Regions from separate parts of the Sus scrofa genome. Here regions 2, 3 and 4 are each linked to region 1. The links are chromatin contacts, called in public HiChIP or PLAC-seq maps. All regions are on one chromosome and are shown on one strand. The core of a region is the stretch at or near the end of the contact, and the rest is flanking DNA. Distances in the headings are between cores, read along the strand shown. Region 1 holds the start of TLCD2 (TLC domain-containing protein 2). Region 2 overlaps SLC43A2 (large neutral amino acids transporter small subunit 4). Region 3 holds the start of SMYD4 (SET and MYND domain-containing protein 4). Region 4 holds the start of SLC43A2 (large neutral amino acids transporter small subunit 4).

The links. HiChIP or PLAC-seq counts read pairs in DNA pulled down with a chosen protein or histone mark.
Region 2: a contact with region 1 is called in an H3K27ac HiChIP or PLAC-seq map of alveolar macrophages. The contact joins the enhancer-like site here to the promoter of TLCD2 in region 1. A contact is called at or near these places in 1 of 5 promoter capture datasets (liver), 5 of 47 Hi-C or Micro-C datasets (embryonic fibroblasts, liver, skeletal muscle and 1 more) and 2 of 2 datasets of contacts at active chromatin or transcription factors (alveolar macrophages and skeletal muscle).
Region 3: an H3K27ac HiChIP or PLAC-seq map of alveolar macrophages shows a contact between it and region 1. The contact joins the promoter of SMYD4 here to the promoter of TLCD2 in region 1. A contact is called at or near these places in 1 of 5 promoter capture datasets (fetal liver), 6 of 47 Hi-C or Micro-C datasets (alveolar macrophages, embryonic fibroblasts, fetal liver and 3 more) and 2 of 2 datasets of contacts at active chromatin or transcription factors (alveolar macrophages and skeletal muscle).
Region 4: a contact with region 1 is called in an H3K27ac HiChIP or PLAC-seq map of alveolar macrophages. The contact joins the promoter of SLC43A2 here to the promoter of TLCD2 in region 1. A contact is called at or near these places in 1 of 47 Hi-C or Micro-C datasets (liver) and 2 of 2 datasets of contacts at active chromatin or transcription factors (alveolar macrophages and skeletal muscle).

The regions. Positions count from the first base shown.
Region 1 is chr12:47,914,467-47,921,223 of Sscrofa11.1, forward strand. TLCD2 (TLC domain-containing protein 2) reads right to left here and starts at 3,791. Exons shown (of 5, transcript XM_021067585.1): 1 at 977-3,791.
Region 2 is chr12:47,800,687-47,807,443 of Sscrofa11.1, forward strand. SLC43A2 (large neutral amino acids transporter small subunit 4) reads right to left here. Exons shown (of 15, transcript XM_013990000.2): 7 at 6,284-6,417; 8 at 5,995-6,197; 9 at 5,529-5,675; 10 at 3,423-3,434; 11 at 2,675-2,813; 12 at 751-880. Among named protein-coding and RNA genes, the nearest start is that of PITPNA, 19 kb to the left of the region's middle. Within about 2 kb of position 3,670, at least 68 of the 83 cell types and tissues checked have an H3K27ac peak or open chromatin away from gene starts, as enhancers often do. A contact at or near this core is called in alveolar macrophages, embryonic fibroblasts, liver and 2 more, where this site is marked.
Region 3 is chr12:48,007,213-48,013,969 of Sscrofa11.1, forward strand. SMYD4 (SET and MYND domain-containing protein 4) reads right to left here and starts at 2,394. Exons shown (of 11, transcript XM_021067577.1): 1 at 1,982-2,394; 2 at 472-624. The coding sequence starts at 605. It overlaps RPA1 (replication protein A 70 kDa DNA-binding subunit), which reads left to right and starts at 2,440. Exons shown (of 17, transcript XM_003131822.4): 1 at 2,440-2,616. The coding sequence starts at 2,584.
Region 4 is chr12:47,835,340-47,842,096 of Sscrofa11.1, forward strand. SLC43A2 (large neutral amino acids transporter small subunit 4) reads right to left here and starts at 3,788. Exons shown (of 15, transcript XM_013990000.2): 1 at 3,650-3,788; 2 at 2,539-2,760. The coding sequence starts at 2,698.

The sequences.
Region 1 (6,757 bases), core at 2,541-5,040:
CAAGCAGGTGCCCTTGGCTGCAGGGCGGGGTGGGCCCAGGGCACTGACCCTCTGACCAGCTGCTCCATCAACCCTTTGGCACTCTGACAGCTCCTAGCCCAGTCTGACAGCCAGGATGACAGGCCAAATGAGTTGGAGGCTGGAACTAGGGCCGGAGGGAGGTGGGGGTGATAGCCTAGCCAGAGGCCACGGGGAGGGGCCAAGAGTTGGCCGAGAGGTGGGGAGAGAGGGAGCCCAGTGATGACTAACCCAGGCGCCCCACCCAGCCAGCCGGCTTCCCAGGCAGTCAGGGCCAGGCCTGGGCTAGGGGCCCCACAACCGGACAGGCTGGGGGGAGGTGCAGAGGTGACCTTCTCTCAGCCCAAGACAGCCAGTTAGGCTGGGGAGGGGGGGTTAGAGTTTCCAGGCTCTCCTCCTGCCTGCTTCCCCCACCAACCCGCGGTGAAACCCTAACCTTTGGGTTGCATAAGGCCCCCGCACCGCCGCCCCCTACTCCCCTCCCCTCCCCCCTTACATAACATCCCCTGGAGGGAACGAGAGGAGGGGCCGGCCCGCCCAGAGACCCCTTCCCTGCCAGGGCGCTCAACTGGCCCTGACCCAATGAGTGCCGGTCAGAGGCAAAGCACCTCCCCGCTACCCGCCCCGTCCAAATCCTCTCAAGCTGGGAGGCCGGCTCTCATATCCTCGGACGAGAGGGCTCCGAGGTTAGCCACCCCCAGCCCTCTAGCCCCTCGTCCTCCTCCCAGCTACTCCACAAAACCTTCTGCAACGACTACTGTTCTGGACTCCTTCCTTAAACCTCCTGACACACTATTCCAACCGGTACAGGCCCCACTCCCCCAGAGCTCCCCAGCCCCCGCCACCCCCTCTCTCCTCTCCCGGAAGGGCAGGGTGTGGCCGTCAGGACCCTACTTTCCCCCATTACCCCGTTAGCACGGTTCCCTCCTGTGCGTCCGGGACCCCAGCTCACACCCACCTGGTGCTGGGTGGAGGGGGTGCTGAGAGCAGGGGAGCGAATCAGTGCGTCCGATCCCCACGGCCGGCGGCGCTGTCTCTTCCCAGCGCCCAGCACACACCGGCTCCAGTCTCCGATCAGCTGGCGGCGTCGTGACGCACAAGCTGCGATCGCACCGCCCAGGGCCAATCACCGCCCACTGCTGGGCAGCGTGACCACACCCACTCGGGGGCGCCTGCACTTCCCCTCGTTCCCGCCTCCCCTGCCGTTTTAGCACTGATTGGCATGGAGGCCACCCCCTTGCCTAGCGGAGTTGCGCTAAGCCACGCCCACAGACTGGCAAGCTGGCCAATAGGTGAAAAGGTGTGGCTCAGTCCTCCTCCTAGGCTGCTCGCTTAGAGGAGCACTACGTCAAACCCGACTCCCGAAGAGCAGAAGGAAGTAAAGGCGTGTGTGTTTGCAGTGCATACTGGTCAATGTAGTTCTCGGTCTGACGCTTCGCTCCCAGAATCCAGCGCGCTCTGTGAGTTGGCATTTTTAAACTCAACTCGGAATCCATCCCGGCGAAGTCCTTAAAGGGCACAGCCCCTCCTTTTTGGAGCCGTGAGTGATCCTTTTAGACAGCCTCTCAAAACGGATTCGCTGACCTCTTGCGGGAAGCGACAGCTCTCAAAGGAAAGGTGGAGCAGGAGAGTTAGCAGGAGTGAGCCGAACTGAAGGTGGAAATCAGCCCCATGGCAGCCAGGCTCTTCCTTTGGGATACAAATTCCTGTGGGCGTTTGGGGGGAGGGAGGACTGCCCACCTCGCCTGGCCCCAGCTTTCAGGGGAGAGGTCTAGTACACCCCTCCTGGAGGGCGCTTCTGAGGAGACTTCTTGTAGAAGATGTCTCGCCCCAGTCGCAGAGACAGGGCCTCTCAAGCAGCAGCTTCCTAACGAAGGATTCAGAGCACAGGGTTCACCTGAGGGTCGAAGTTAGATTTGTGGTCAGGGGACAGGCCGGGGCAAAGTGCAACTGGCCAGCAATCCCATCCCCTGCCTAACACCCCCATTCTGTCCCGCCCTCTAGAAGCTTTTCCCTGACTCAGGCCTACTTAAGGAAGAGATTTCAAAGGTGGAGACCAATGAGGAGGCAGCTCCTTTCCCAGAGGCCAATCAGAGCATAGAGGGGCGGGAGATAGGGGAAAAAAAAAAAAACCCACCAAAAAAAAAAAAAAAAAGGAAAGGAAAGGAACCCAATGACTTGGCAAAAGCTGCGGAACCACTGATTTAAAGGGGCAAGTCTGAGACCCACCCCACCTCATCACTCGCGCCTCTCCACCACCACCACCAAAAAGGAACGTGTGGACAGGGATACAAGACTTTTCTGTAAGCTCCCAATGGAGGATGACAACAAGGGCTCTGCCACGGGACCGCTATGGTTCCTAGGAGCTCCAGAATTCTGAACCTGTGTTCAGAACATTGTGCCTTTAAGGAAACTTCCTGCCTTCCACCCCAGTAACAGCTGATTGTTGGAAAGTCTGACCTCCGGGGACGAATCAGCTGTTACCACATCCTCCTCCAGTTCTGCCCTCCTCTATCCCCTTATCCCCACCCCCTCATGGGGTGAGGGAAGAAAAGAGATGGAACCCCAAATATGGAGGACCTGCTTGTACGTTCTTCCCTCTTCCCTCTCCAAGACTGTCTTCCTCCTCCGCCCTCTCCTTCCTCCCTCCCCCAAGCTGCTGGTTAGTTCTTCAGAGGCTCTGAGCTTGGAAGGAGAGGTATTTCCTGTCAGCAAAGTCAGCTCAGACCCGTCCTCCCCAGTCTCATAGGGAGGCCACTACTGGGGAGGCCCAGAATGGTGGCTGGCGGGGTATGTAGGTGCTCCAGGAAGAGGTACTGGGGAAGGTTCAGTGAAGCTGAGGACCAAGCCTAGAGATGAATGGTTATGGAAACAAGCCTCCTCAGGGTCAAGCTGTCTCCTCCTCCCTGCTCCATTTCCTCTCCAGACAGGGTTTTGCTACGGGATCCTCCTGGCTTTACCTGTTACTCCACTTCTAACTCCTTAGACACGGCCTGGCCCTGCTCCATTTTTAACACTTTCACCCCTTCATTGCAAAGGTGTTAATGTGTAGCTGCCCAAGGGCTGCAGGTGGCACGCAATGGCCCCAGGGATCAGGGGCTTTGGCTGGGAAGTCCTGCCCGAAGACCCAGGTCAATATTTTGCCCCAGCCTGGAGCTGGGAGTCAGGGTCACTCCAGGACAAGCTTAGTGTGAAGTCCCAGGACTGAATTGGCAAGGTTGGGAGAAGCTGAGCAGGGTCTTGGCCAAGCCTGGAAGAAAGAAATCTCACCAGCTGGCCCTGTTCTCCACTATCCTTAGCATAGAAGCCCCATTCCCTTTTCACCCCTTGGAGGAGGCCCTTTCCCATCTCGTTCTAACTTTTCATGCCCCCACCCTCCCTCCCTATAGGGCAAAAGCACAGGCTTCAAGTCCAGGATTTCTCAGTCACAGCACTATTGACATTGGGACTGGATAGTTTCTTGCGGAAGCTGTCCTGTACATAGCAGCTTTTTTGCCAGCATCCCCAGCCAAATTAGATGCTATCAGCACACACACACACACACACCTTACTTATGACAATCAAAACTGTCTGCAGACATTACCAAATGTCCCCTGGAGGCCAAAAGCGCCCCCAGTTGAGAATCATTGAGTTAGACAAACTTGTATTCAAATGCAAGCTCTTACCAGATGTGAGGTTTTTGATTTTTTTTTTTAGGGCCACATCTGTGACATATGAAAGTTCCTAGGCTAGGCGTCAAATCTGAGCTGCAGCTGGGGCCACAGCCACAGCAACCCCAGATTTGGGCCCCATCTGCAACCTACACTGCAGCTTGCAGCAGTGCTGGATCCTTAACCCACCGAGCGAGGCCTGGGATCGAATCCACATCCTCATGGATACTAGTTGGGTTCTTAACCTGCTAAGTCACAATGGGAACTCCCTTACTAGCTCTGAGTTTGATGAAGATGCTTAACATCTTTAAGCCTCATTTTTTTCATTTACAAAATAGAATGTAGGAGTTCCCGTTGTGGCACAGCAAAAACAAATCTGACTAGGAACCAAGAGGTTGTGAGTTCAATCCCTGGCCTTGATCAATGGGTGAAGGATTAGGCATTGCCATGACCTGTGGTGTAGGTCGCAGACGCGGCTCGGATCTGGCATTGCTGTGGCTCTGGTGTAGGCTGGCAGCTGTAGCTCTGACTAGACCACTAGCCCGGGAACCTCCATGTGCCATGGGTGCGGCCCTAAAAAGACAAAAAAAAATTTTTTTTAAAAGACCCCCCAAAAATATAGAATGTATAATAAGTGCATGGCTTATTGTAGGGATTTAAAAAGGAATATGTTTGGAGTTCCCTGGTGGCCTAGTAGTTAAGGATTCAGCATTATCCCTGCTGTGGCTCAGGTCACTGCTTTGGTCAGGTTTGATTCCAGGCTGGGGAACTTCTGCATGCCATGGGCATTGCCATAAATAAATAAATAGAAGTATGTTTGCTTTTTTTTTTTTTTTTTAGGGCCGAACTTGCTGCTTATGGAAGTACTTAACCCGCTGATCAAGGCCAGGGATTGAACCCACAACCTCATGGTTACTAGTCATATTCTTTTCCACTGGGCCACAAGGGGAACTCCAAAAGAAGTATGTTTGAAAACACTTACTACAATACCTGGCCCACAGTTGGTGCACTAATGTTTAGCCACATCTGCGACCTACACCACAGCTTATGGCAACACCAGATCCTTAACCCACTGAGCGAGACCCGGGATCAACCCCCTGTCTGGATACTAGGAGGATTCGTTTCCTCTGCAGCAGGAGGGAATTCCAGCCTCCTTCACTTTTCTTCCAGATCAGCAGCAAGAGCTAACATTCAACACAGGCTGACTGCTGGGGCTCTGCAGCCTCGCTCCCTGACCATCCAAGCCATGAACTCCAAGAAACTCAATACTGAGATTGGCAAAGGGGAGTGGCTAATTTGGTACCAGATTCCCCAAAACCTAAGGGTAGTGGGTTGGGATTCAGGAAGCATTTGAGAATAGAGCTGCACAGAGCATTCTATTGCAAGATGCAGCTTGGAAATTACCTGCTTAATTCTGTTGCTTGTTAAAAATTCAGATTCCAGGGTCTCAATCAGAAGTACATCATACATTTGGAAAACCATGGTTTTAGGGCTCAGATTGAGGAAGGTGTCAGTGCCTCAGAAATCTTAGTACACCAGTGCCCAGTATTGCCAGGACATCCCTATTTAAGAGAAGGAAAGAACTGTCTTGAGAGGTAAGGTTAATTACACTCAAGGTCATTGTTGCATTGCAAGCCAGAACCACTAGAGGGCAGGGCACACACAAACTTGAAGAAAAAGTAATGCCTGCTTGGTCTAGCTAGGTAAACTGAGACCAGAGCAAAGACTACAAGGACCCAATTTTATTGGTACTAAGAGGCAGGCCGTACCACCTGTCCAAATTATCCATCCTCTGGTCTCTGGTTCTCAGACCAATGTCGGGAATACAAGATTGTCAAGGGACACCTCATTTCCCAGGTGAAAAAATAGTAGTGCATGGCCAAGGAGTATGAAGAACATTGCTTATAGAGTGAGATGGGCCTGAGTTTGAATCATGGCTCTACGACTTCTTAGCTATGTGACCTTGGGCAAGTTACCTAAGGTAGTCAGCTTCTTCATCCTAAAATGGATATAAAACTATCTTCAGGAGTTCCCGTCGTGCTGCAGCAGAAATGAATCCGACTAGGAACCATGCAGTTGCAGGTTTGATCCCTGGCCTCGCTCAGTGGGTTGAGGATCTGGTGTTGCTGTGGCTGTGGTATAGGCCAGCAGTTGTAGCTCTGATCAGACCCCTAGCCTGGGAACCTCTATATGCCATGGATGAGGTCCTAAAAAACAAACAACCCAAAAAACTCTTCTTAAAAAGGGCTGAGGGGAGTTCCCTGGTGGCTCAGTAGGTTAAGGATCCAGCATTGTCAGCTCTGTGGTTTGGGTCAGTGCTGTGGTTTGGGTCACTGCTATAGCGCAGATTTGATCCCTGGTCCAGGATCTTCTGCATGCCTTGGGTGTGGCTTAAAAAAAAAAGTGTTGCAGGAGTTCCCATCGAGGTGCAGTGGTTAATGAATTCGACTAGGAACCATGAGGTTGCGGGTTCGGTCCCTGGCCCTGCTCAGTGGGTTAAGGATCTGGCGTTGCCGTGAGCTGTGGTGTAGGTCGCAGATGCAGCTCGGATCGCGCGTTGCTGTGGCTCTGGCATAGGCCGGTGGCTACAGCTCCGATTCGACTCCTAGCCTGGGAACCTCCATATGACGCAGGAGCAGCCCTAGAAACGGCAAAAAGACAGAAAAAAAAAAAAAAGTGTTGCAGTAAGAATTAAACAAATCAAAGTATGCAAAGTGCTTGGTGAGATGCCTGATTCCTAATCAGTTCTCATAAATGGTGGTTTTAAGTTATTACTGCCCAAGATCATGTGACCAAGCAGGGGCTCTGGTTGCCCTTTCAAGAAAGAAAATACGATGGCATCGGATCATGGCTGAGCCATTCCTGTTTCCTCTCCAATTAGGACTTTAGTTTTTCTTAAGTACCTTTATGGAACTCCCACATCTCCACACCAGACTCCCTGTGTGAGGTAAACTCTCCTTCCAGGAGTGGGACTCAAAAAAACAGAGAGTGGGTTCTGGGAAGACAATGGCCTATCCTGCAAATGAATCATAACTGAGACCCTGAAAGAACTCCTGTAGCTTTGGTGCCAGCTCTCTGGTTTCTGCTCT
Region 2 (6,757 bases), core at 2,420-4,919, 110 kb before region 1:
AAAGGAATTACACTTTTTTTTTTTTTGTCTTTTTGCCATTTCTTGGGCCGCTCCTGCGGCATATGGAGGTTCCCGGGCTAGGGGTCGAATCCGAGCTGTAGTCTCCTGCCTACGCCAGAGCCACAGCAACGCAGGATCCGAGCCGCGTCTGCGACCTACACCACAGCTCACGGCAACGCCAGAACCTTGACCCACTGAGCAAGGGCAGGGATCGAACCCGCAACCTCATGGTTCCTAGTCGGATTCGTTAGCCACTGCGCCACGACGGGAACTCCGGAATTACACTTTTGAATCCAGATGCCAAGCCATCATCAGCATCCTTTTTCTGCAGCCCCCTGTACCAGAGACATACATGTTCCACCAACACCACAAACTGGCCAGGCCTCTCTGGACATTAGGTTTCAGCTGTGTGAGCAAATGCAAAACGAGCAGCCACACAACTACACATGGTTCCAGAAACGGTAAGATGATGGTACTCTTGGCATACACGACCCCTGAAGACGGGGACGAGAGATGCTTTCACAGAGAATTGACTTGCAATGCAGAGTCTCACTTACATCTCGTTCCCAGCCCTGCACAGGGCCTGGCAGGCAGGAGGCCCTCGGTCAGTCACGGTGGGCTGGCTGCTAAGGTGAATTAAATGACGGCGAAGTCACCCCTCTCTCTGCGACGGCTCTCCCACGACACATCCTACACCTTTCGGTCTCGTCACCCCGTATCCCCCCGGCCTCTCCCTCTCCCCACACGCACCTGTAGGGGCAGGTTGGGAATGAGGCAGGTCACCCCGAAGCCCACGAGCAGCAGGTTGGTGAAGGCGAAGGCCCGCATGGCGTTGGTGATCTTCTGGATCTGCCGGTCCCGCTTCTTCTTCTTCTCACCTCTGTGGAAACGCAGAGCACACGCAGGAGCTGGGGGCTCCCCGAAGAGCAGGCTCTCCCAGGGGTCAGGCCGAGGGAGTCACGGCTTGTGGTCAGCGCAAGACTCAGGGACCACCCCCAGGGGCGTGTTAGCGACAGCGGGGGTCAGACCAGCACGAGGGACCCTCCCCACGGCGCCCTCTGGACGGGGTGCTGAGTGGGAACCTCAGTGCATCAGCACCCCGCACTGCATCCCTGCAGACGGAGGTCAGACGGCGCAGAGGGAGGGGGACAGGGCACCCGGGTCAGGACGTGGCAAAGCCTCCTTCACTCCTAGCTCCAGCTTCACCCAAATCCTGCAGGGAGCTGACGAGAAGCCAGATGAGCCAAATGAGGGAGCGAGTGGGCTTCCCCTTGGGGGGTGGGCAGGGGTGAAGGCGAAGGGCGTGTGCTGCAAATGGGACTGGGCACGAACAGCCTTGTGGCGGGAGAACCTGACGCAGATAACAGAGCTGTCTCTGTAATCATTTCCTTGTGAACTCGCTATTACCGATTCAAGTCTCACCACCCACACAGACACCCTGCGGACAGCTGTGTGCCATCCAAGGACAGCCAAGGGCTCGGCGGAGGAGGGCAGGGAGGCCCGGGCCCGCCATGTCCTTACTATGTGGCCTCAGGCAGCCACTCAAATGCCTCGCTTCAGTTCCCTCATCTGTGAAATGGGTATAACTCCTCGAGTGCTGTGAGGCTTACCTGAGAAGTGGGCATTAAGTGCTTGGCACGGGGCCTGATTCAGCAAAGAATAGCTGAGTACACGAAGGTGGAGTCATGGAAGATGGCATTTAACTCATCCTCTGATCTTAGAGCCCAACCCTTCTGTAACCAGGGCTCCGGTGCCTTTTTTTTTGTTGTTCACGATCATGAACAAATCAATTAACACTTATTAAGGTTATAGCAGTTACACTCACACCCAGGGAGCAGACCCTGCAGGCAAACAGCTATTTGACTAAGGATCTGAGCTCTGTTTTTTGGTTTTTCCTGCTTTTTAGGGCTGAACCCATGGCATATGGAAGTTCCCAGGCTAGGGGTCGAATCAGGCCTAAAGCTGCCAGCCTACACCACAGCCAGAGCAACTCGGGATCCAAGCCGAATCGGTGACCTACACCAAGGCTCAAGGCAATGCTGAATCCATAACCCACTGAGTGAGGGATCGAACCCACAACCTCATGGATGGTAGTTGGATTCGCTTCCGCTGCAGCACCAGGGGACTCCCGCGCGAGGTCTTAAAAGCAGAAGAGTCTGACAGCCGGGGTCTGCACAGACCTTTCTCTGGCTTCTCCCCTTCTCCCTTCACCCTGGTGCTTCCCCAGCTTTCACATACCCAAGACGTGCCATACAGAAGTGACAAACCAAAGCGTGCGCTCCGCTGAGCCAGCGCCAGAGCAGCTCTGAGCACAGCCCTCTCGCTGCTCCTGCTGACTTTTTTTTAGGGCCACTCCCGCGGCATATGGAGGTTCCCAGGCCAGGGGTCGAATTGGAGCTGTAGCTGCCGGCCTATGGCAGAGCCACAGCAATGCAGGATCCGAGCCAAGTCTGTGACCTACGCCACAGCTCACGGCAACTCCGGATCCTTAACCCACGGAGCGAGGCCAGGCATTGAACCCGCAACCTCATGGAGCCTAGTTGGGTTTGTTAACCGCTGAGCCACGACAGGAACTCTTCCTGCTCCCTTTAAAACCTGCCATCAAGCCTGCTGCTGCCTCACACCCTACCCGGTGGGCTTCCCCTTGGGGGCCGGGGCGGCCCTGCCTACGCACTGGTTGGGGTCTTTCTCCTCGGGCTCCTCAGAGGCGTCTTCACACTCCTTCAGCCTCCAGTCCATGATGTAGCCGATGACAGGGGCCGTGAGCAGGCAGAGCAGCTGGAGCACCCCAAAGATGGAGGTGTAGAGGCCCACTGAGGGAAAAGACAGCCTGTGTCACGGGGGCGCGGGAGCTGCGGGGAGAGGCTGGGGCGCGCGCTGGGCCGAGTCCGCGACCCCCAAGCCCTGCCCGGGTCTTCCCCAGACCCCCTCTGATCCCTGTGGGTCACGAGGGCAGCCCGGAGAGCTTAACCTCTGAAATCAAAGCCAGAGCAAGGGGCAGGCCACCGTCTTCTTTGCTCCAACCCCCTCGCCTATTTCTAAGAAACAGCTAAAGAAATCCAGAATGTCACAACAGCCACCCCCAGAAGCCCCAGGAAGTCTCTGCGACTTGGGAACCACAAAATTACCAAGGACTGGGACAGAGGCTTTGTGTGTGACTGGCCATTAGTTTTCTGCCTCTAGAAACACACCAGGGAGGCACCACCCACAGGGCTCTGACGTCAGGGCTTCCATCTTCAAAGAGCCTTAAGTTACGATGGGATTTTCTCATGCAAATAAAAGCTGAAAGCTGGCGCCCCACCCCCACCCCCCAGTTCTGGCCACTAGGGCAGGGCGGGCGGTCTGGAGTTCAAGGAGAGGCAGTAGAACAGACTGGCTGGGAGGGGATGCTGTGTGCTCCCCAACAAGGCCCTCGGGCTTACCGGTAGCCATCACTGCACCAAGAAAGCAAAAGTGAAAAAGCAGAGAGGAGGGGGTTAGCAGCAGAAACGTCCAAGGCTGTGACGGAGTTGGGGCACCGGGACAGGCTAGCTCTGGGCCCAGGGCACAAGCTATTTCCCAGCGAGCCCCGATGCTCAGTGCACTGGGGGAGGCCGAGCTTGAGCCAGGCTTCTGGGAGTGGAGGCGGGAGAGGACCCGGCAGGGGTGTGTGCTGACGTCTTCCTGTCTGCTGGGGCCTCAGTCATGTGCAGCTGGTGCCTTGTCACAGGCGGGCTGGTGAATCAGGCCCGGGGTGCTTGCCGGGGACCGTGATGGGGAAGTGGCGTGGGCGCAGAAGACCTGGCAGAAGCAGGGCCGTGTGTGTGTGTGTGTGTGTGTGTGTGTGTGTGTGTGTGTGTGTGTGTGTGTGTGGTCAGCACAACTGCTCACAGGAGCAGGATGGGGAAAACCGATGCCGTGTCAGCTGTGGACCAAATTTCCTGGCCCAACTTCCTCTACTTGAAATTAACTTTTTTAAAGTGGGAAACAATTGGAAAAAATGCCTCTTGGGCAGCAAACGATTTCTCAGAGTAAAAGGCCCTGACTCAGCAGCAGGGAAATTTGCCTTCCAAGGGCCAGTGAGGGCCTTTCTGTGTTCAGCGGGCTCTCCACCTCTCTAGGCCTGAGGGTTTTTACAACAGGGGCCATTTAGACATGATAGACCGGCTTTCCCCTAAGTGTGGGGCACAGATTTTAACGAATGGTACATAATAGCAGGGTTCCTGGGTCCAAATTTAGGAAAAGATCATCGTACAAAACAAAGCTAAACCAGCAAACAAAAAACCAAAGCTCAATAGGTTATTTTTTTCCCTCTCTTCCTGTTTGCTACACATTTTTGCAAAGACACGTGATAGGGTTTCCCCATGTTGTCTTGGGTCCAATCCCCATTTTCAGCACAGAACCAGCACTGTCTGTGCTCCTTTGTCATCTTTCCGTTTGGTTAAGGCTGGGTTTCTTATTCTTTGTAAAAACTGTGTTTGAGGAGTTCCCGCTGTGGTATAATGGGATTGGCAGTGTCTCGGGAGGGCTGAGACTCGGATTCGATCCCTGGCCCCGCACAGTGGGTTAAGGATCTGGTGTTGTCACAGCTGCAGCTCAGGTCTCAACTGCAGCTCGGATCTGATCCCTGGCCTGGGAGCTCCGTACACCGCAGGGCAGCCAAAAAAGACAAAAAAAAAAAAAAAAAAAAAAAAAAACGACTTGATTCTTAGGATATCTCCCCATGGGGAAAACAATTCAACCAACCAAAAGCTGCACACCCATGAGACTGCCAATAAAAAGGATTTCCAGAATGTGTTTGTCCCGCTCAGGGATGACTAAAGCTGACTCAGCTCAGGCCCTGAGGAAGTACCGACTTTCTTTGTAGAATCAAAACCTCTAATCAGCTGAGGACCTTCTGTGCTCTTTTGGGAAAGTGGCATGTGAGTTATCAGTTCTGTTTACCAGAAGTAGCAAGCCTGGACTGGATTACACACACACAGACACACACACACACACACACACACACACACGCACACGCTCACATGAGGAAGGCTGCCCTGGCCTTGCTTCCCAGTTCAGAGCACAGATCCCAGGGCAGGCCCAGGTGCCCCAGGCTCCAGCTGCAGCTGCCGGGCCCCCACCTCGGCCCCCAGCCCCTCCACGCACCGCCCCTGCGGTTTCCCGGAGGATTCCTGGCGTGGGGTTGGCCTGATCGGCTTTCAACAAGCTCTCAGGTGGAGACCGCGTTCTGGGCAGCGTTTTCATTTACAAACACCACGTCAGCCGTCCCCTCCAGCAACGAAAAACACTGTTCCGCCCAAACGCAGGCAGTTATTTGAGTCCTCCCTCCCGCCTCAACCGGGAAACTCTGCAAGAACACTTGGGGCGGCTGTGATGACGCGGCTCTGACAGTCAGGCCCTTGGAGCCTGCCCTCTCCCGGCCCAGCCCGACACCCTCCAGCCGGCCGGGCAGCGGGCTTGACCTCAGGCGGGAGGGAGGGACCAGCCCTCCCGGGGGCGGGGGGGGCTCTCCCGGGGGCGGCACAACGGGGCCCGGGGCCACCTACCGATCTCCTGGTCGCCTTTGACCAGGAACTTGAGGATGTTGTTCATGGCGCCCATGTAGAAGATGAGGCGCAGCTGCGTCACGCACATGGTGACCAGGCTGAGCAGCAGGATCGGGCTGAACACGCTGTGCATGAACGAGGGGGCCGCTGTGGGGAGAAGGCGGGCACTCAGCGAGAACCCGGGGGCTGGGCACGGCGGCCGGAGGAGGCGCAGGGCACGGGGGCAGGAGCTGGGTCCCCGGTTGCAGGAGACAAGCTGGGCGGATCCCTGACCCTCTCTGAGCCTGGGTGGATGGTGCCGCCCGCCCTTGGGAGATGAAGTGGGAATTAAGGAGACGGTGCCCGCAGCGCTCTCAGCCGGCACTGGTCCCCGCCACCGGGGCGCTGCCACATCTGCCCTGGTGGCCCCCTCCACGTTGCCGGGGTTACGGGTGTGGGTGTGGGTGCAGACGCTCCTGCTGCGTACCTGCGGCCTCGGGCTGGCACTTGACCTCCAGGTCGACGGTGGACAGGCACAGCTTGTGGCCCTCCTGCAGCGCCGCCTGCTCCTTGGCGCTCCGCATGGAGCTGCCCACGCTGAGGCGGCGGCCCACCGTGGTCACCTGCTTGTAGAACTGCTTCCCTGTGATCTTGTGGTCAAAGCCCAGCCAGCTGAACTTGATCTTCACCCTGGAGGCCAAGGGAGAGTGTCTGTCAGCGCTGCCCGGGCCCCTGGCCGGGGCAGGGGGGTGGGGGCAGACGGCATGTCCACTTACGTGTAGTCCATGTCCTCTGGCCCCGGGAAGGGCTCCAGGGGCCAGTTAAAGAAGCAGTTGAGGAAAACCAGCCCGGAGCAGCCGGCCCAGGCCACGAGGATGACGATGAAGGAGGCACCAAAGTCATAGATGACCTGAGAGGCACAGGGGCGGGCACGGGGCAGGGCGGAAGGCAGGGTCAGCGGAGGGCAGCAGGTGGGGGGTACCCGGCAGTCCTGCTCCCCCTGGGCTGAACTGCAAGGGGAGGTTGGCCCTGTGGGCCTGGGTGTTTGGTCATCAGACACCCTGTGTGCCAATAACCTCAGCTCGCCCTGGCACATCTTAACCCCCTGTGCCTCCAGCTTGGACCAAATCTCATCTCCTTGGGAGAGGCTGGCCCTGATCACCCATCACTGTCACATAGCCAGCTCAGCCCTGGCTGAGTTTGATTTCTTTCTTTTTTTTTATTCAGGGCTGCACTCACGGCATATGGAG
Region 3 (6,757 bases), core at 1,144-3,643, 91 kb after region 1:
TTGACCTCTAGCCTGGGAATTTCCATGTGCCACAGATGCAGCCCTAAAAAGACAAAAAATGAAATAAAAAATTTAAAAAAGGTGTTTGAAAACTACTGTGGTTCGACTATATGGCCTCTAAGATTCTTTCCACACATGGGCACTTATGAATTCTATGTGCAGTTGTAATTCTCCACTATATCCTTTGAGATATGGCACAGTTGAAAGCCTAGAGAGGACAGCAAGGCACTGATTACTGAAATAGTATTGACACTGAAAAACCTAAATAGCATCCCTATCTGTTCTATACTAGAAGATTAGAAAAAAAAAAAAAAAAAAAACTGTGGAAATAGCACAAACTGTTGAATGCCCCAAAATATAAAAATCTGAACTTAATCCTTCCATCAAAAAGAGATATAACTTGAGAGCAAATGACAAAAGAGAACATTTTCCAGATCAAAATTTCCCTGGTTAAGGCTTCCATTTACTTACTGAAGAAGCAAAGATGAGTGGAGAAAGATATCGCTCAGGGCCTCTGCTGTAGAAATTGTGACCTGAATGGACTTGGGGAGCAAAGACCACTTCTGAAGTATGTATGATTTCCACTCATCCACCGGCAGATCCATGCTACTTAAGATCTATAAACTAAACAAGAAAATAAGAAACTCAGGTTTCTACAAATGTACAACTCTAGAAAATCAAGATTCCATTCAAGTAAGTGTGAAGCTACAAAATCAATTCTTGTGGTCTTTCCCTATCGTTGTTTACATGCCAAGAAAGGATCTATAGACTCTTGAACCAATTCACTCCACATTCCTTCATTCAAAAATGTTTATCGAAAGCTGACTCTGGGAGCTCTCGTCACGGCTCAGTGGTAACGAACCTGACTAGTATCCATGAGGATGCAGGTTCGATCCCTGGCCTTATTCAGTGGATTAAGGATCCAGTGTTGCTGTGGCTGTGGTGTAGGCTGGCGCTACAGCTCTGATTTGACCCCTGGCCTGGGAACGTCCATATGCCTCTGGTGCAGCTGTGAAGAAGAAAAAAAAAAAAAGGTCCTGGGTAAAGTGAGAAAAAAAATCTGCCATGTCTCAGTTTTCTGACTTGACCATCAAGGGTAGATGGAGGTCTAAGAGGTCAGGGATGGTGACTACTACGATTAATCATTGTATAACCATCGCCTAGCCTGATGCCTGGAACAAAGTCAGCTTTCTTTTTCTTTTCTTTTTGTTTTGTAGGGCTGCGCCTGAGGCACATGGAAGTTTCCAGGTTAAGGCTCCAACTGGAGCTGTAACTGCTGGCCTACACCACAGCCACAGCAACGGAGTCTGCAACCTACACTGCAGCTGAGTGGGCCAGGGATCAAACCCCTTTCCTCATGGATACTAGTTGGGTCGTTACCACTGAGCCATCACGGGAACTCCTCCCCAGCAGCTATTAAGTTAGCAAATAACTTATCTTTTACACAGTTCGGTTTTTCCTTTTCAGTCTCCAGGTCACTCATTTAGTTCAAGCCCTCACCATTTCCTGCCTGGCATTCTTTCCAGAGTGTCATAACCAATCTCCATGCCCTTAGAACGCCCATTCCCCATTCCAAATTCAACCCATCGTCCACAATGAGACAGATAACAGTCCTCCACCTTAAATGCATCAAAACTTTCTTAGGAGACCCCAGTATAAACCCTTCATTACCTGACGCTAGGCTTCCTTCATAATGCTCAAGTCTCACTTCCTCTGTACCCTACTGTCCTAGCTACTCAAAGCTGCCCCCAGCTTATCACGCTGTTCATCTCGCTAATTTTTGCCAAGGCTATATTTATTCTTCCAGGAGCATCCCTAACCACACTTGAAGTCCACCTGGCAAGTTTCCACACACCCTTCAAAACCCAGTTCAAATGGTGCCTCCTTTGGGAAGCTCTCCCTGATTTTCCCACCTGTGCTAGCAGCCTACTCTGTCTCTCCTGGGGCTCAAACCACTCTACCTTGAGGTAGGGCTACTCACAGCAGAAAGTTCCTCGAAAGACTGCGCTCTCCTCTGAGGATAGGGACCAGGTCTTATTTACCCGGAGAAACCTCCACTGTGCCAAGCCCAGGGTCTGGCGCCTGCGGGAGCTGAGCGGGAGCTGAGCGCTGGGTTGCTGAAGGAGTCAGGTCATTGCTTTAACTACTAACAGCAGAGGTATTTGGGAAGAGCGCTACCACTGCCCTGGGCTACCAGTCTTTGTCCGCCGGGTAAGGGCCGTGTGGGGTACGCTTCCGAGAGCCCACTGGGAAAGCTCCTGAAACGCGTCTCTCTCGCGCCTTTCGCTCGCTACTCCTGCGTCACGCTTCGCGCGCCCGGAGGCTCCGCGGCCCGCGCCAAGGCCCCACCATCCAGCGACTAGGCCCGGGACCCGGGCTCTGGTGGGTCACGTGGGCTGCCCGCCGCGCCTCAGCCAATGCGGTGGCTGCTCGGCCCTTAGACCCGCCCCCGTGCCGTGCGCATGTTAGGAGGCGGAAGCAGTGCTAGCAGCAACTCAGGCCAATCGCTTTGGAGCGCGCGGGGCCGGGAGTGAAGCCAGGGCTGCGGGAGAACCGGAGCGCGGGAGTTGGCGTGGCGGAACCATGGTGGGCCACCTGAGCGAGGGGGCCATTGCGGTGAGAAGATGCTGGCGGGCCGGGGTGGCTGTGGGCCCTGGGGCTGTGCGGGGTAGAGAAGCGGGAGAGAACCCGGGAGGAGGAGGTAGCGGGGGGCCGGGGAGGAACCGCCGGGGGACCCCCAGTAATCATCACGCTGCAAAGGATTTTCTCCATCGTCGTCTTTTAAACACGCTCATATGTTTCCTGCTTAAGGAAGCAAAACAAAATAAACTCTTGATTTTCACCCATCTCCTCCCTGGCCACTCTGTCTCCTCCCCTCCCCCTATCCGCAGCCAAACTTTTCCAGAGTTGTCTGTTTTCAGTTATTTCATTTCCTTGCCTTCCATTAACTCTTTAACGGACGCCTGTCTCTCCTTTGATCACTATAGAAGTAACCCTGGCTGAAGTTAGCAGTGCCTCCAGGACGTTAAATGCAACAGACAATTTTGAGATTTTAATTTACTCAGGGTTCTCAGCAGCGTTTGTCCACTGAGGGTTGCTTTCTTCTGGTAATACCTTCTTTTGGTTTCTGTGGTTCAGCTTGGCTGGTCTTTCCCTGTCTTATTTCTAGGTCTCAGTAAATTTTGTTGACTTAAGGCTCTGCACAAGGCCCTCTTCTCCCAAGACAATCCAATTACTTTCTGTGTGTCAATTGTTCACAGATTTCTTTGTCCGGAGCCCCCTTTACTCTGAAAGACAAGCCTCTATAATCTGCCTTTGTACCCAATATCGCAAAAACATTTTAAATTCTACTGTGCCAAAGCGAATCCATTATCTCTCTAAATTTGGACCTCTACTGTTTGTTGTCTGAGTGAATGGAACCACTATTCACTAAATTATTTGAGCCAGAAATTGTGGAGTCATTCTTCTGGCAAACTCCATCACCCTGGATGTGCCATCTCTCTCCACACACAAAGTTTGGTGTGTTTTACCTCCATATATATCTGTGTGTGTGTGTGTGTGTGTGTCTGTGTGTTTCTGTCTGTCTTTTTAGGGCTGCACCTGCAGCACATGGAAGTTCCCAGGCTAGGGGTTGCCCCTACCACAGCCACAGCAGTGCAGGATCTGAGCCACGTCTGTGACCTACACCACAGCTAACAGCAACATTGGAGCCTTAACTCACTGAGTGGGGCCGGGGATGGAACCTGAGTCCTTATGGATACTAGTCAGGTTCATTACCACTGAGCTACAATGGGAACTCTGCTCCATGTGTATCTCTTAAATCCATCTACTTTTCTCCATCCACACTGGAACCGTTGTTTCTGGCCTGGCCTGCTCACTTCTCCCCAGCATAACTCTCCATTCCTACCTGTTCTTTCCTACTTTCCAGAGGTTTTTTTTTTGTTTTTTTTTAATTAAAAAATTTTTGTAAAAATTTAAATTCCTGGTATATTTCATACTCTTGCTTTCCACAGGGCCTTTGAACATTTTTTAACCAGTATCTACTGTCTGGGTGGTTCTTCATTCTCCTCTTGCTGGCTAACGTGATCTTCAAGTCTTGGCTCAGTTACTTTCTCAGTGAATCCCTCTTTTTTTTTTTTCTCTCTCTTTTTGCTTTTCCCCGCACCCGTGGCATATGGAGGTTCCCATGCTAGGGGTTCCATGGGAGCTGCAGCCGCCAGCCTATACCATAGCTACAGCAATGCAGGATCCTTAACCCACTGAGCAAGGCCAGGGATTGAACCCGCAACTTCATGGTTCCTAGTCGGATTCATTTCTGCCACGGCATGATGGGAACTCCTTTGGGGTTTTTTTTTTGGCTGTACTGGCAGCATATGGAAGTTCCCAGGCCAAACCAGAGCCACAGTAGTGACAACACCAAATCCTTAACCACTAGGCCACCAGGGAACTCCAAGGAAGAGTATTTTAAGAGCCCTTTTAGGCTTCTCTTTTGATCTTTGTGATACTGTAATATAATAAGAAACATTTGGTCTTTGTCCAGTTTCTGGTACACAGAACTCCTAAAACCCTTGGAATTTCCTGAGTGTTGGGGTAGGAGGAACTTAAGCCCCTTTCAGCCATACCTGAGTTTACCTTAATGAGGTAACTCTTGGTGAACCCCAGGATAGCTTCAGGATGGTGACTGATTGCCAGGAGAACCAACTATGTGATTGAAGGGTTGGAACTTTTTGTTCTACTCCTCATCCCACGGGAGAAAGGCTGGAGATTGAGCCAGCCACCCTTGGCCAGTGTTTCAATCAATCACGCCTACGAAATGGGACCTTCAGAATAATCCCTCAACAGCAAAGTTCAAAGAGCTTCCAGGTTGTTGGACACATCTACCTGCTGGGGGGTGACACACCCTAAACTCCACAGGGACGGGGTCTTCTATCTTGTACCTGTGTATTATTGGTAATGAGTGTGTCTGTCATTTGGAAAATATTGGTTCGTTGCCTTATACAGATCTTCCAGATAGTGACCTGTTTAATTATATCACAAAAATTTGTGCTTATTAACCTCATTACGGATTTGCTCAGAAAAGTCTGTTGGTGTTGGGAAGTTGGTGAATACAAGTTTTCAAAGTCCTGCTTTTCATTAGAAAACTGTTTGTTCGTCAGTCACAAGTATGGTTAATTGTCCCAGTTTGTTTTATTTTTGAGAAAATACCTACTAAATTCTCAAGGCTGAATGACCATATGTTATCACTTGCCCTTTCAAGTAAAAAATGATGTTCCATGAAAAAAAAGGGGGGGGCCAGTTCCACATGCAACTCGAACGTTTGCTCAAGTGCCTTACCTCGTGGCCAGAGCCACACTTAAGTATGCAGCAGAAGTATTTTTTGCATGCTTTCCGCATTGTTAAAGAAAATATTTTAAAAAATTTGTTTTCAAGGATTAAGATAGATTTATTTATTTATTTATTTATTTAGGCCACGCCCATGGCATGTGGCACTTCCCAGGCCCAGGATCAAACCCACACCATAGCAGCGACCCATGCCCCTGCAGTGACAATGCTGGATCCTTTAAGGCACTGCACCACAATAAAACTCCTCAAGGAGTAAGATTTAACATGATAAATAATTTTACTTCGTCATCAAGCTTCATTTTTTTTCATTGAACCGCACCTTCCAGTGCATTCAGGGCAGTGAGCAATAATACAGTGACTACTAATATAGTAACTCTGCTCGGGCACCAGTAGTTTTACCTCCCACTGCTTTGCACCATCCGTGCAAATGTCAACACAGCTGTCCCAGGATGAAGCAGGAGTTTTGAAAGTAATTCAACCCTTTGACTAGTTCAGCATAATCTGTTTGTTGTCAAGCATTCCCATGAAAGAAGGAAAATCTTACCAGATGACCAGTTGGTGCTGTTACCAGATGAATACAAGCAAAGCAGCAAGTCCAGCCACATCTATAGATGCATCCATGTGTAAGACAAAAGAATTTTTCAGGAGAGATAGTAGCTCAAGCACGATGTAGCTTGTTCTTTAATTCAGCAAGCTGCTGTATCATTAGAAAGTAGCACTGCTGTGATTTCTTTTACTGATTTTTTTCATCCAGTAGACAGTCATCAGTGGTAACAATATAAAGTTTTATTAGGAGTTCCCGTTGTGGCGCAGCAGAAACGAACCCGACTAGGAACCATGAGGTGGGTTCGATCCCTGGCCTTGCTCAGTGGGTTAAGGATCTGCCATTGCCATGAGCTGTGGTGTAGGTCACAGACGCGGCTCGGATCTGGCGTTGCTGTGGCTGTGGCGTAGGCAGGCGACTATAGCTCTGATTGGACCCCTAGCCTGGGAACCTCCATAGGTGGCCCTAAAAAGACCAAAAAAATAAATAAAGTTTTATTACTCTTTCAACCAATTTTTCTTTGTATTGAATGAATGAGAGTGACAAGGGCAAAATCTTGTTTATCATAATGAAAATAGTTCTGAGTTTACGTACCTCTGAGAAGGTCTTGGGACCCCAGAGTGCAGTTTGAGAATGGCCTCAAGGTTGTAGCATACACCTCTAACTTATGTCCACCTTCAAATAATTTGGTGATTTTTGACTAGATACTGGACATTACGAGTAATACGTTACTCGGTGCCTAAATGATGTGTATAAAGAACATGAGTTGTTCTGGCAGGCGGTTAGCTGACTTGCAGATCACCTCATCCCTTTGAGACTGTAGTGGGCCTAGAGTAGCTTTTGCTTTGGGGCTGGTTTATTCCCGTTTCT
Region 4 (6,757 bases), core at 2,538-5,037, 79 kb before region 1:
GGCTGGGGAGGCCAAGCCAAGCGCCCCGGTCTCCGGTCTCCAGTCCCAGCCGGGGTCATCCATCCCACGGGCGGAGCTGAGGAGCCAAGGGGAAACGGAAACCCCAGGTCCCTCTCTCCTTCTCCCACCTCACCCAGCGGGGAACCCGACACCGTGTCTGTGGCAGCTGGATTCTGGCTGAAAGCCCGAGAGGCGTTCTGAGAACCTTTCAACAGGTTCGGGCAAAATTTCTCTTCGAGAACCAAACTAAAGCATCAGTCCCTAAGAGCAGCAAAAGCGGACAAATTTGCATCTCAAACGGCCGTAGGCCGATCAGCTTTTCACAGGCCCAGTTCAATAAATGCAATAAACGAGCCCAACTGCATCTCCGCCAATGCAGCCATCCACCGCGCACGAAAACACCACGCACGAAGCAGAAATCTTGACCCTGCACCAACCCTTGCAGGCACTCCCGGTCCGGCAAGACACAGGGACTCTTGGCCCCGAACGCAACAGGTTCCTCGGGCTCCGAGAAACCCTGAGCAGGGAGGCCAGAGAGATAAGCTCTGTGGAATCAGCAGGGCTGCCTGGCGGGGATGCTGGGTCAGCGGCTTCGCCAGATAGTTGGAAAAACCAAAATCAGGGGTGGGAACAAAGGCGCGGGATAAGAAGTTGATGTTCAACCCACACACCTGACCCTTCACCTTCCCTGGGCTTTACAGGAGGGACCAGGCGAGGCTCGCAAGGGCTGAAACACCAACTCAGCACTGCGTCGGCACAATCGCCGGGGCTCCTCCCACTCTCGTGAAGGAAGAAGCCAAGGTTGAGGCAGGACTGAAGTGACCAGCCCCAGCGCTGCCAAGACCATGAAACAAATTAAATCAGTGAACAATGTGGGAGAAAAAAAAAAACAAACAAACCCCAAGAAGTTGACCTTCTGACACAAGGCGAGGTCAGGGGGAAAAAAAAAAAAAAAGGACCCACGACAGTCCTCCCGTCTGGACAAGATGCTAAAAGCTCCATCTGGGGATGATGCTTCTGGCTATTTTTTAACCTCTCCGGGGAGCCTGAAAGACTCCATCAGAGGCAGAGGCAAGCAGAAAGGGTCACGATCGCCAAGGGAGGGGGAGAGGAGGCGCCACACACTCTAACCTGTCCCTTCCCCAGAGTCGCTAATCTCACATCTCTCGGGCAGAGCAGAAAGCTTGTTCAAGGAACAAGGTCTGAGTGACTCTCCCATATCCCAAGATTTCTTGCTGATGTGGGGAAAGATCTGCCAAGAACCCTCAGGCTATTAGGAAATATTTCTGAGTGGCTAAAGGCTAAAGGTTATAAATGATATACGCTCTGCCCTCTCTCAGGCGGCCTCAGTGTCCCCTCCCTTTCTGCTGTCCTTAACCTCTCCCAGGGCAGCTTCCCTAGAGACTGGAAAGCTCAGGAATCTCCTGGGAAGATCAGAGCAGGGCAACAGAGAGGATTACAGGCAGCACGAGATGGTCCCAAACTTCCCCTTCCCCCAACATCTGGGCTCTGGGGGAAAAAGGCTCGCCAGTGGGGCCATTCAGGGGGTCAGGCCTGGGCTGTCTCCAACGAAGGGGACTTGGGCAGGGGCTGGCTGAAAAAGGTCCTGGGCAGAGAGACATTACTGAGCTCAACCATTAGGGAGCCACTGTTGGGGGGCAGTGAGGGGGCAGAGGGCAACATGTCCTATCAAGGTTGCCTAGGAAGAGGGGTTAGAAGGGTCGAGATTGGGAGCCACTTGGATCCCACAGTTAGGGTGAATCCACTGACCTTCAGCAACCAGGATCTTTAAACAAGGTCAGGGGCGTGAAGGTAGGGGTGGGGTTTAGATTTCCGGTAGACAAGCATCCCCAGCCTTCATTCAACAACGCCCACATGTGGCAAAGGGTGAGGACAGGCTTAGTGTCATTTCCATAAATACCCCCCCTTCCCCTCCCCCCCCACGGAGGGAGAAGGCCACTGAGACGTTCTCACAGCCTGTGGGAGGAAATGTCCTTTGGAAAATCGTAAAGCAGCAAAAATAGACAAGAAATTGTATCTGACAAGCCCTTAAGAGACTCCATAATGGCCCGACTGAAAAACATCTAGATTCTAGATGAACCTTCCCTGGGGTGGAGGCCAAGCCACTTCCTCTCTCTTGCTGCACCCCAGCCACTGAGTCAGGAGTTCCTCTTTCTTACAGTCCGAGAGCAACATGTTTACTGCAAGGCCAGCGGTGTGCCAGGCCCTGGGAGGAGAGGAGCCTCGTCATGTTCTCAGGTGATGGAAAGAACACCCTGGACTCGGGGATTCTGGAACTATCACAGGCCCCAGCTGTGTGGCCTCAGGCAAGCCTGAGCCTGAGTTCCTTCAAAAAGGGATAGCGCTATCTATGTACCCAGCAGTGCTGAGTTAGGATCAAATGGGCCTTTTGCGAACTAGGAGGTGCTGCGCAGTGAGGTGGTCTCGCTGGCTAGATCTACACCGCCAATCCGCCGTCACCCGAAGCCCCCACTCCGGGACCCACCGCGAGCCCGCGAGCCCGTGCGCCCGTCTTACCTGGCTCAGAACACAGGTAGGAGTAAAAGCCCTCCGACTTGAGCATGATCAGCAGCGAACCCCAGCCCAGGAGGACTGCCGAGAAGAGGAGGTTTTCCAACACGGCGGTGCAGGCCATCCACCAGCGGCGCCGATGGGCTGTGGCCAGGGTGGGCGCCATGGCTCGGCGCGGCGGCCCGGCTGCGGCTCGGGCTCGGGCTCGGGCTCCGGCTCTGCAGGCACCTGCGCAGAGATTTAGCCGTCAGCGCTCGGCTCGGCCGACCAGAGGCTGCCAACCCGGGCCGCTGCCGCAGCGCGCGGAGCTTGTCACCCCTCTGCGCCCAGGAGGCAAGAGCGCGCAGCGAATGAAACCCCAGCCCTGTCCCCCTGGTGTCCTCTGGGCCACCCTCTCCGCCGCTGGCTTTTCCGCCGGCCCGCAGTTCCGGGAGACCTGCTCGGACCAAGCAGGGAGATTTCCTCCGCGGCTCAATCGGAGGGAAACTGAGGCATGGAAACTAGAAGGGACTAACGTCTGCTTAGGGACATGGAATTGGCCCTGGCTCCCATCAGGATTGACACAGGTTGGGGGCTGACAGGGGAGGCAGTTAGAGGTCCGAATACTTGGGAAAGGGCATACCTGCGGGCTGCCACTCCCTGGGACCCTCACCGGCGCCCGCCCGCACAGGAGACCCTTTCCCAGACCCTGCTCCCTTAACCACAAAATCCGCGCACACAGCTCCGAAACGGCCCGCCCACGGCCCGCTCATTGGCCTGTCGGCACAGGAACTGCATTGCCATTGGCTGTTGTCTAGGTCGCTAGGCGCTGCGGCCACGCGAACCCCGCATGGGAGAGGCGAAGCCGGTTCAAACCGGCGGCGCGAGCCACCCGCGCGACCCCTGGCCTGGGCCGTTTCCTTGGCAATTAGTTCGTTCTAAGGAAGTGGGATCCCATCTCTCCATCCCCCTGCTCCCGTCTCGATTCGTCATCTCTTTCCTGCTGGCTCCTCATCCATTCAGTGTCTCTCCTTTCATATGCACACGTCTTCTCCCTACCCCCTTACTCTTGAGCCTTCTACCCGCCAGCTACCTCGCCCGGAGCCCAGGTCCCCAGAATCCAGCTCACCCAGCTCACCCAGCTCCTACTGGTGTGTATCGGGCCCGGCCGGCGCCTTTTCTGCCCCCCTTTTATTCCAGCCCTTTTATTCTGACCCTAAGATGAAAACACTGCCGCGCGCTGATTGGCTGAGTGGGGCTGGAAACAGGCGTTAACCAATCAGCACCCACCCGCCCGCCCCGCCGCGAGCAGAAGCCGGTTCCGGCCGGACTAGGAGACAAACAAGAGAGCTGGGGGCGGGGGGGTGCCGGGGGGCAGCGTCGGCCCGAGTTTTTGCTCGGCTGCCTTAGAGAGTAGTCACCGCCCGTCCGGGAACCCCCAACGCCATTGCCTCATCGCCCCTCCAGAGGCTCACCCCGAAGCTCTGTCTCTCGATTGGGTCCCCTGCTCCGCGTTTCGGCGCCCCCGGACTTCCCCAGTTGCACGCTGGTCCCCCTCGCGCACTACTTTGGGCTCCAGCATTCAGCCTGGCTCCCGCGCTCTGCTCTGCTCTGGCCGGCTGCGTCGTCCCCAGTTTCCCCGCTGCCTTGGGCACCACGCGGATGCTCTGGCTCCACTTCGGTCCTTCCACTCTCGCCATCTCCACTGCCTCCTTCCCATGCACCGCTGCTTTCCTAGCTGCTTTGGGCTTTGTGTCCTGATTTTTTGCTTTCTTGCTGCCGGCAACTCCCATCTAGGTTCTGTCTGCACATCCCACATCCCCGGACATCTGTGCAAGCATGGAGTGACTCTCTCCTAATTCACCGACCCCCCTTATGGGTGCCATCTGCCCGATCCCTCAGGGATCCCCAAGTGGGAGTTGGGGGCTTGTCTGCCTCCTAAGTTACTATTTCCTCAGGTACCCCATCCAGACTCTGACCACTCCCCCCACCACCCCATTTTTCGTTCTCCTTGGTCCCCTCGGGGGCTCCCACCAGAACAGTCATCTTGGTGCTCCCTGCCCGAGTTGCCCACTCCATTCCCACTGCCCTGCGCCACCTCCATCCCCTTACGCCCTGTTCCCTGACATCTTCAGGTTAGGGCCCTTTCTGCAGGGTTTCGGGGTGGGCAATGCCAAGCTGCCAACACAAGTCAGGACTCTGGGAGAGCACGTAGGGTCGGGAGGGTTCCAGGTTCCCGGTCTGATCAGAGACCTGGACATGCCCGAGGAACAGCCAGGGCAAGAGAGGGGGAGCCTGGGCTCTGGAGGTTCAGCTGCATTTGGAGGTTCTCCCCCATTTCAGGCACTGGCCCGACCTCCGTGGGCCGTTGGTGTCCCCGATTCGGCTCTTAGATTCATATTTGGGTTCTCAGATTCGGGTCTTCTTGGCAAGCTCCGGGAGCCTGGCTTATCACACCAGGGCTGTGGCAGCCCCAGCAGCATCCTGCTTCACATCCCCGAGACCGAGGGCGCCCCCTGCTGCCCTGAACCTACCGCTGGCAACCTTGCTCAAAGCACACCTGGCATTGTGGGCTTGGGGGTTCCTGGTTAGTCAACTATCCTGTTACGACACCCTGAAGAGCTGCATCGCCTCAGAGGGTTGCAGCTGTCACTTGACAGACTTCAGTCTTCCCCTCCCTCCATCCTAGAGCCACCTGCTTGAGGGCTGTCTCCAGGCAGTTGTTCCATACACATTTCTATAACATTTCAAACACCTCTCTAAAATAGTTCACTTCCCCCCTCCGTGGCAAACTGTTCCTCCCATTCTTTTACAGATAATGGCACCACTACCCTCTGAACTTGGATACCGTGAACCATCCCGTCAGCATCCCGGTACCTGCTGTTATTCTCCCTCTCCTTCCCCCCACAATCCCTGTCTCCTAAGTGGTTCTCTAATTTGCCCATGTCTGTCCCTAGCACTGCATCTGCTGTTCCTCCAGCCTCCAATCTCAGCCACTCAAATCCATCTCTCCACCCCACTCCATCTCAGTGAATGATGGGAAATGCAAAGCTAACCTTGGTAAATCAGCCCTCTGCTAAAATCCTTCAGAAACTTTTTTTCCCCCCCAGGGCTGCACCGCAGCATATGCAAGTTCCCAGGCCAGGGGTCCAAATGGAGCTATATCAGCCGGCCTACACCACAGCCACGCCAGATCCAAGCCACATCTGCAACCTACACCACAGCTCACAGCAATGCTGGATCCTTAACCCACTGAGCGAGGCCAGGGAGCGAACCTGTGTCCTCATGGATGCTAGTGTGATTCATTGCCACTGAGCCACAATGGGAACTCCCCAGAAGCTCTTTACCATTTATCCTGCTGGATAAAGTTCAAGTTCTCCAACCTGACCCACACAGGCTCCTCCCCCTCTCTGGTCGATCAGCCTGCTCCTAGATGCTCCAATCACACGGAATTGCTTGTCCTTTCTGCGGGCAGTGTTCTCTCACCTCTGGCTCTCAAACATAGTGTGTTCTGGAACAGCACCTCCTCCAGGAAGCCTTCCCTAACCACTCCCATCAATAGTCTCCATTGTCTTTGTCCACTGATTGCTTTGTTTTGTAATTATCTGTTCATCTGTTTGTCTCTCCCTTTTCCCACTGACTGTGAACTCTTTGGGGACATGCTCTTATCTTAGGCAGCTCTGTATATCCAGCCAGCCCTTGATAAAGAAGCAAGCACAAAGCAGATGCACAGGGAGTTTGCGGAATGAACACATGAATGAATGAAAAGAGGACAAAGGATTCAAAGCTGGGAGAATGATGTAATACAATAATAATGACCTCCTAGGAGTTCCCTTGTGGCCCAGTGGGTTAAGGACTCACCACTGTCACGGCAGAGGCTCAGGTTGTTGCGTGGGTTTGATCCTTGACTGGGTCGAGGAACTTCCAGATGCTGTGGGCTTAGCCAAAAAAATGACCCTCTATTGAGAACTAAAAATTTACTGGGTGCTTTGCATACTTTGTGTCTTTTTTTTTTTTTTCTTTTTTTGTCTTTTGTCTTTTTAGGGCTGCACCCATGGCATATGGAGTTTCCTAACCTAGGCGTCAAATCGGAGCTGCTAAAATCCTTCAGAAGGAAGGATTTTAGCCACAGCAAGCCAGATCCGAGCCACATCTGCAACCTATACCACAGCTCACAGCAACGCTGGATCCTTAACCCACTGAGCAAGGCCAGGGATTGAACCTGCGTCCTCATGGATGCTAGTCA